Linked DNA regions of Rattus norvegicus: region 2 is linked to region 1. A link is a contact called in public Hi-C data. All regions are on one chromosome and are shown on one strand. Each heading gives the region's core, a stretch centred on a gene start, on an enhancer-like site or on the middle of the called end of the contact. The rest is flanking DNA. Distances are from core to core; before and after follow the strand shown. Region 1 holds the start of Ints4 (integrator complex subunit 4). Region 2 holds the start of Clns1a (chloride nucleotide-sensitive channel 1A).

What was found. Hi-C and Micro-C count contacts between places; a contact is called where the count stands out from the background.
Region 2: a contact with region 1 is called in a Hi-C map of liver, with 7 times the contacts expected there. The contact joins the promoter of Clns1a here to the promoter of Ints4 in region 1. A contact is called at or near these places in 3 of 12 Hi-C or Micro-C datasets (frontal cortex, liver and psoas muscle).

The regions. Positions count from the first base shown.
Region 1 is chr1:161,199,560-161,203,519 of GRCr8, reverse strand. It overlaps Ints4 (integrator complex subunit 4), which reads right to left and starts at 2,236. Exons shown (of 23, transcript NM_001191629.1): 1 at 2,116-2,236. The coding sequence starts at 2,169.
Region 2 is chr1:161,428,366-161,432,325 of GRCr8, reverse strand. It overlaps Clns1a (chloride nucleotide-sensitive channel 1A), which reads right to left and starts at 1,657. Exons shown (of 7, transcript NM_031719.2): 1 at 1,493-1,657. The coding sequence starts at 1,632.

The DNA of each region.
Region 1 (3,960 bases), core at 987-3,486:
GACTATATGGGAAAAAAGTAAGAATAAAATATTAAAGCCAATGTTCAGTCAAAGTTATTACCTGAGAGCTGCTGGGAGCATAGCTCAGTTTGTAGAGAATTTGCCTAACATGCTCAGGTCCCAGGTTCAATCCCCTGCATAAACTGGGAAGTGACGGCAAGAGGTTTAAAATTCAACCTCAGCTACATGGCAAGTTTTCAGTACCCGGACCATATGAGACCTTGTCTTATTTGTTTTGTTTTGTGCCCCACCCACCCACCCAGACAGTGTTGCTCTGTGTAGTCCCTGGCTGTCCTGGAGCTTGCTCTGAGACCAGGCTTGCCTCAAACTCACAAAGATTCACCTGCCTCTGCCTCCTGAGTGATGGGATTAAAAGTGTGTGCCACCTCACCCCTACCTCACCATCCCTCTACCCCAGGCACCCCAGCTGAGATCTTGTTTGTTTGTGTTTTAAAAAGTTGGACCTGCTGAGATAACTCATGGATTAAGAGCAATTCTTGCTCTTGCAGAAGACCCAGGTCAATAACCAGCACCCACATGGTAACTCACAACCAATTCCAGGGTATCTGATGCCCCCTTCTGTCCTGTCCTCTGTGGGCACTGCACATGTGGTACACTGGCATACATGCAGACAGAACAGCCATACACATAACATAAAGTACAACAATTTTAAGTTTTTTAAAGAAAAAGTTAGAATAAAGAGAAAGTTAATAAACAAATGTGCCAAGATAGCAGAAAGGATAGACTGGGGGAAAAAAAAATACTAGATCACTGAAAGTTAGAGCTTGGTTTTAGGAAAAGGAGAAAATGCTAAAGAGAATGAAAGAATACTGTCTTGCCAATGTAGTTCTCTCTATGACAATCACAGATACACTGCTCTGGCTCTCCAGTTAGACTATGTGCTCCCAAAAGGCAGAGTTCTGATAGCCAAAGACTTCCTACCACACAAATGGTACAGAGAAATCACTCAAGTGTTTGAAAGTATTTTAAAAAATTTAAAACTTTCCTGTTGACTTAATGAGCAAATGAAAAGTTTAAGAATCATTTTCCACCAGGAATGGTGATGTACACCTTTAATCCCTGCACTTGGGAAGAAAAGGCAGGCTGATTTCTTCATGTTCAAGAACAGCCTGTTCTACATAGCGAGATCCCATCTCAAAAAAGAATTTTTTTCCCTAAATGGTACCACTCTACCTAAATATCTAAGAATGCTGGCGACTCACTGGCATAAACTGGGGCCTGGTCAAAATGCAGATCTTGCCTCACCTCACCAACCTTTTGAATTTAATCTGCATTTAACAAAATGTGACCTGGGTCTGTAGCAGGTCAGTGGTAGAGCACATGTCTCAACATGCACGAGGCCCTAGGTTCAATCTCCCTTACTACAATAAATAAATAAATAAATAAATAAATAAATAAATAAATAAATAAATAAATATTTCTCAAGATAAGAAAATTTAAGAAGCAGAATATGACTCTTCTACAGAGATACCATGGAGCACACTGTCAGTTCTGACAGGGGCTTGGTCCACCTTTAAAAGACTCTGAGAGAGGTTGATGGAATTGAGGTCCTGCGACTCTTGCCTGCTTTTTCTGGGCCTTGAATTCTACAGACCTTTAGTCAGCCTTGGGGCTTTGCATACTGCCCAACTTGTCTCTGAAAGTTAGGAGTACCAGAGTGAGGAGTTATGCCCCTAACTGAGGACAGGAGGGCGCATGTGTAACCCGATGTGGCACAACCGAGTTTGAGACACCTGACAGTTTTTAAAACTGTACATCACTTTGTTTGTCCTAATGATTTTGTTTCGTTTTGATTTCAAGTGGGCTGGGAGTGTGACTTAGGGTAGAATAATAACTTAGCATGCCTAAGACCCTGAATTCTATCCCCAGAACTTTCAAAACAAAACAAAACAAACAACAAACAACAAAAACCAAAGTCAGAGTACACCTGAGAACAGCGGCCTCGACCTAACACGCCCCCTGCCTGACAAGCAGCCTGAGAACCTAACCCTAAATCGGCTACACACAAGTTTAGGCGCCTATCTGCGGAACAGGCAGGGGTGCGGACAACCTTCCCGCGCTGACCGGTCTATGACTTTTTCTTCCAGAGCTTACCTGAACCACTTTAGTGAACTCTTCATACACCCGCTTTTTCAGGTGGGCCGCCATGGCCGCGCCGGACCTTCTCGGCTACTGTACTTGCCAAGAGTGCGGAGGTAAACCTTTCTACAGCACCGACTCCGCCGCAATCCCACAATGCACTAGGGTAGCTGGATAGAGAGGCCGCTTCCTGAAGCTCGACTGCCCAGTGAGTCGATTGGCTGCCGCTTCTGCTGGGAGACGGAATTAGATCGCGTCCTGAGAGATGGGTGGAGTAAAAGCTGTTAGTAGCTGGAGGCAAAACCCGGAGCTTTGTCCTAGGGGCTACCTTGGAGGTTCCATGCTAGAATCTTAGGGTGAGTGTTGCCTTAGTTCCAGCTCCTCCCCGAAGTTCGTTTTTCTTCTTTCTAGTAATTTAAAAGTTACCCATCGATAAAAAAGAAGCAGAAAAAAAAAAAGAAAAGAAAGAAAGAAAAAGAAAGCCAAAAATCTTCGTGTTGAATCAATGAAAGGTTTAAGATCATTTTTCTGAATGGTACTACTCTGCAAGTCTGAAGATTTAAGAATGCTTGTGGTCCACCCGGAAGCCAGGTCTCTGTCAGAACTGTCAGTGTGCTCCGTGCATCTCTGGTGTAGACACTCATGCCTCCTGATAGTTGGCAAGCAGTGAAAAGAATCTTGAGACAGAGGATGAAGCCACATGTTGATATTGAAAGGCAAAAAATTTATCATTACAGTCCCCCTTAGTAAGAGGATGGGGTGGCATCTAATATAGCAGCGGGATTCTTACATAGGTTCTTTATGACTTTTGCAAGCAAGCAAAGCTTAATAAAAGAGGAACTTTTATAGCACTTAAACAGTTACAGGTTTTTAAATTCATTGGAGTTGGCAGTTTTCAGAAAGCCTTGTATTTTCAAGTCAAGGCAACCTAATTCTCAGAAGGTCTTGGTAGTCTGTTTCTTTGAAAAACAGTCTGCATAATAGGAACATAAATTTACCTAAAAAATACAAATAAAATATCAAGACTCTGGAAACAAGTCTGGAAGCTGAACAATGAGGAGAATGGAGTTCCTGTTCTTATTTAATTAAATATTAAAGTAAATAGTGAAGGCAGAAATAAGGGATCAGATTCTAATACCACAAAACTCCTTTAAGGCTCTGGTACTTGAACAAGTAACCTTCAAGACAATCATATTGGTGATGCCTAATCTAACAAAAACACACTTAACAGTGGAATGAAATGACACAGAAACAAGAACACCCTGTGAACAAATATATGTGGTGCTGTCCACATACAGTGTTACCTGTTCTTTTTTTATAACCAGAAAAAAGGTTAAGATGGGATATTTAGAGCAGGAAACAAGAGGTTGGTAGGCACAGAGGACGCAAAACACATAAAAGATTATTGTTATCCTATATGTGGGAAGACTGGGTTACAACTCAAATGGAAAGGTATCCTAGGAGTTGGGAGCCAAGGAATACCACAAAGTCACATTGCACAACAAACTTCACATAAGATTCGTTGGCAGGGAAAAGCCCAGAAGGTGACTGCCAGTGCTCAGACAGGAAACAACAGAGATCTGAGGAGAGACAGGGTTTATATAGGATTCCTAGGGGGTGGGGGTTAGGTTCCAGGGTGGGGATTGGTGGGATTGTTTCAAGTCTAGAGCTTCTTATTTATTTTAAAACTCTAGAGTTGGGGCTGGGGCTGGCTGTTAGGCATTCTGTGGATGGAAGCTGGTGGTTGGAGGTCCTGAGGGTGGGGCTAACCTGGACACTCATGCACCTCAAGGGGCTTACAAAGAGACCAGCTTTCCTCAGGAGGGTTTTTCATCTGACTTTAAAAGAGTACATTTTCCA
Region 2 (3,960 bases), core at 408-2,907, 230 kb before region 1:
GTGAAACACAGAAATAATCCTAACTCTGAAAAACAAGATCCATTTTATTTATCCATGTGTATTTTTGATGTCTTTTAATATTATTTAATTATTTATTTAATGTGTGTACACTATAACTGTCTTCAGACACACTAGAAGACGGCATCAGATCCCATTACAGATGGCTGTGAGACACCATGTGGTTGCTGGAAATTGAACTCTGTACCTCTGGAAGAGTAGTTAGTGCTCTTAAGTGCTAAACCATCTCTCCACCCATGTGTATTAGTCAGGGTTCTCTAGAGTAACAGAACTTACAGAATGAATGAATGAATCTCCACCACTTCTTCCTACCCACCCCCTTTCTTTCTCCCTCCTGACTGCTCCAAACCTTTTATATATATATATATATATATATATATATATATATATATATATATACACATATATATATATATGTGTGTGTGTGTGTGTGTGTGTGTGTGTGTGTGTATATATATACACAAACAAACTGAGTGCCCACCCACATATGTATTTCCAGTCGGTGTCTAAACACCCAGGCTTTGCCCCACCATCCAAACAGTTCTTTAAACAATTAACTTCTTACACTTTTATACCCTGGACTCTGGAGTAGGCATAATCTTGGTCCCTAAGAGATTTGTTTCCCAGTGCCATGACAGAGGGGATTCTGAATGTATTTAAGGTTACTAATCAACTGACTGTGATATAAAGGAGGCTAGCTTGGATTTTTCTAGGCAGGCCTAATGTTATTTATAACACTGAGCTCTTAAAAGAAAAGTAGCCTCTGGGGCCAACAAATGAAATACAGCAGATGGTAAACCAGAGAATCTGAAGGACAGAAAGTATGAGAAAGATAGTAAGGCGGGAGTGGGGGTGTGAGTGTGGGGTTGGGGGGAGACAGAGAGAGGGAGACAGAGAGAATAAGAACAGGAAAATATGGGGGTGGGCACGAAGGTATGAGCGTGTGTATAGTGTGTATTTTAGTGACTCGTCTATCTTATTGTGGAAGTACAAAGTCCTGCAAGTAGTCAAATACAAGAATTCCTTCCAAGACCTGCACATCCAGGAGTCGGGTTCGACTGGTTATGACTCCGCCCTGCGAGGGCCTGAAGATGCTCTTTTCCCCCACCCACATCTGGAGCGGAAAATCCAAGCTCATTAATCAAACGTCCTAAACCCGTCACAATCTCCTCTGAGCTACATATTCCACGCAGGGAAAACATCTAGTTCACACGATCATTCAGAAAGCCAGGCCCATCGAAAAACTAGCCGAGGCTCTGCAGACTCAAAACTAAACGCGACCACGCGCCAGGCTTGCAGGAGACAGGCACAAGTCGTTAATGAGAACAGAGCCAGCTGAGCTCCGGAGGGGGGTAATCCCACCGGGCCCGCATAACAGCAGCGTCGGCCGACGCCCCCCTGTAGTACCCCGTGGTCGCGCCTCTGGGAGGAAGGCGCCCCCGAAGGAGGCCGGCGCCGGAGTCCTGGAACCTACCTCTCCGCAATGTAAAGCGTGCCGGTGCCGAGCCCCTTCCCGTTCAGCACAGCTTCGGTGTCTGGCTGCTGCAGCCGGAGTCCATCTGCGGACCCAGGGGGCGGGAAGCTTTTGAGGAAGCTCATTGCGGGCGAAAGCATTGCTCCACAGGAACCAAGAAAGCAGAGCACCGCAATCCCGGTTCGCAGGGAGCTGCCCCGGAAGCAGTAGCCGTACTCCGGAAGAACAACTTTCTCATCGAGGAATTTCGCGTGCAGTTGACCATAGAGACGGGATGTTCTAGGCAACTCAGAGATCTGTAGCGAGCCGGCCTTCTGTCACGTGATACTGGTTCCCTTCTCAGGCTCCCGTAAGGGTGCTTAGAATAACCGAGTGTTTTCTCTGTGGTTCTACTTCAAGGTCGTCGCAGAAAACCCTGAGAGAGGCTGTATGAGGAATACGAAGACTTTCCCAATAAAAAGTGGGAATGGGCCTAGGCCCCTGGAGTCCCTTGCCTGAGCAGGACGCACAGAAATAAAATCCACACTCATCTGGAGGTCAAAAATCTCCGGGTTGGGTGCACCCTGCTTCCTCCTCGTCGGGCCTGTTCTTCTTGGGTTCACACAGCCATTTACCAGGCCTTTTAGTTCCCATGTCGCCGGAGAGGTCGAGTGCCCCATCCCCACGTGTCACGCCAGGAAGACAAAAAGATTACATTAATTGATCAGCAGCGCGGCCAGACAGTCAAAAGACAGTGCCCAGGGAAAAGGTCTGGAACCCTTGCCTTCCCAGCTTGCTAGGCCCCCAAAAAATACGTGCAGTGAAAACATACAGATTTAGTAAATAGAAACCTATAACCGAGGCTTATAGAACACACAGCATAAGGACCTTACCTCTTATTTCTTCATGGATTCGTTCGTGGTTTTAGATACAGGGCTTCCTTCTGTAGCCCATGCTGGCCTCCAATACATAATCGATATGCACCCTACTCTAGGGTACTAGAACTATTACGGGCATCCATCACTACACCTGCTCAATTCAGTTTTATTCTGATGATAAACAATATGAACACATTTTTATTACTGACCCAGTTTTACAGATGAGACCATTAAATTCACAAGCTAAAGTTTGGTAATGACTTGGTGGATGGAATTCAGTCAGCTGATCTCTAGACTCCACCTTTTTTGGCTGTAGAATTGTAATGTCTATGGGGTCAGGGCTGTTTAGGTTGGATAACATGTAGAATGTGATGGGAGTTTTGTCTTTCCTCCTCTTCCTTCTCTTTCTCTTCATCCTCCTTCCCCCACCCCTCCTTTTTTTTCTTTTTGGAATCGTCTCAACAGAAGTATCTTTAGATTTTTTTTTCCTTACGATTTAAAAAAACAAAACAACAACAAAAAAACCTCTGTGTACATATTGAGTGCAGTTGCCCAATGACTCCAGAAGTGGGCACTGGATCTGCTGGAACTCGTTACAGGCAGGTGTAAGCTACCCTGCCTGGGTGCAGTGAAACCATCTGCATTAGGCATTCTCAGAGGCTGGTCCAATGTCTCCAGTTCCAAGTGTTAACGCTTTTAAATTTAGCCAGTTTGTCATTAGTGAGACTAGAAAATTGGTCCACTGACAGGAATGAGAAGGTGGGAGTGGAGTATGGATGAGGAAAGATTCTCGAACTCTCTGAAGTTAAAATCTTCACTCATCATTTGGACATAGTTTGAGAGGAAGAATTTGTGAAAATGAAGACAAGGACAGACAAAGAAGAGAGGTTAAATGTCATTTCTAAATTTCCAGTTTAAAAAGCTGAGTAGGTGAGTAGGCGTGCTTTCTAAGTTGGAGATTTCAGAGAGAGGTTTTCAAGGTAGGTTATAAGGGTGTCAAAGTGCAGGCAGAGCATTGAATTAGCATGTGCGAAGGCCTGGGTTGAATGCCCAGTACTTAAAACGAGTAGCATATGAATCCAGTTGGAGAAGTAATTAATATGAGACGTTCCCTAAGACATCTATTTGGTGAAACAAACAGCAGTGCTTTGCTCAGAAATGGAGTCCCCATGGATGACAGAAGAGAACTGGCTAAAACCAGTATAATAATTTCTTATCAATTTCTCTCAGTCTTCAGAGTCATTTACAGTCCAATGGCAAAACATTTTATACAAGGTGGTAAGTGAAGAAAGGGATCTTAGCTCTGAGGGTCCCTTCAAGTGCTCAGTGCCAGGCTCAAAGGGGGCAGCTAAGCCAGTGAGTCAAATAACAGCCCAGCATCAAGTACTGAAATAGGAAGCTTTGCATTTTGTGCTTTTGCATCAATTCCCTGTGAATAGTTTAAGTAGTAGGCACTTAGAAAGTACACCTTTTGTAGTCTTTAACTCTTAAAAAGAATGATTTAGTCACCCCTTCTCTCCTTTACTCCTTAGAATAATTTTGTGAGGGTATGCAGGGTAGCTGTTATATGTAAAAATAAAGATCAGGAAACAGGATTTGCTTAAGACTTGT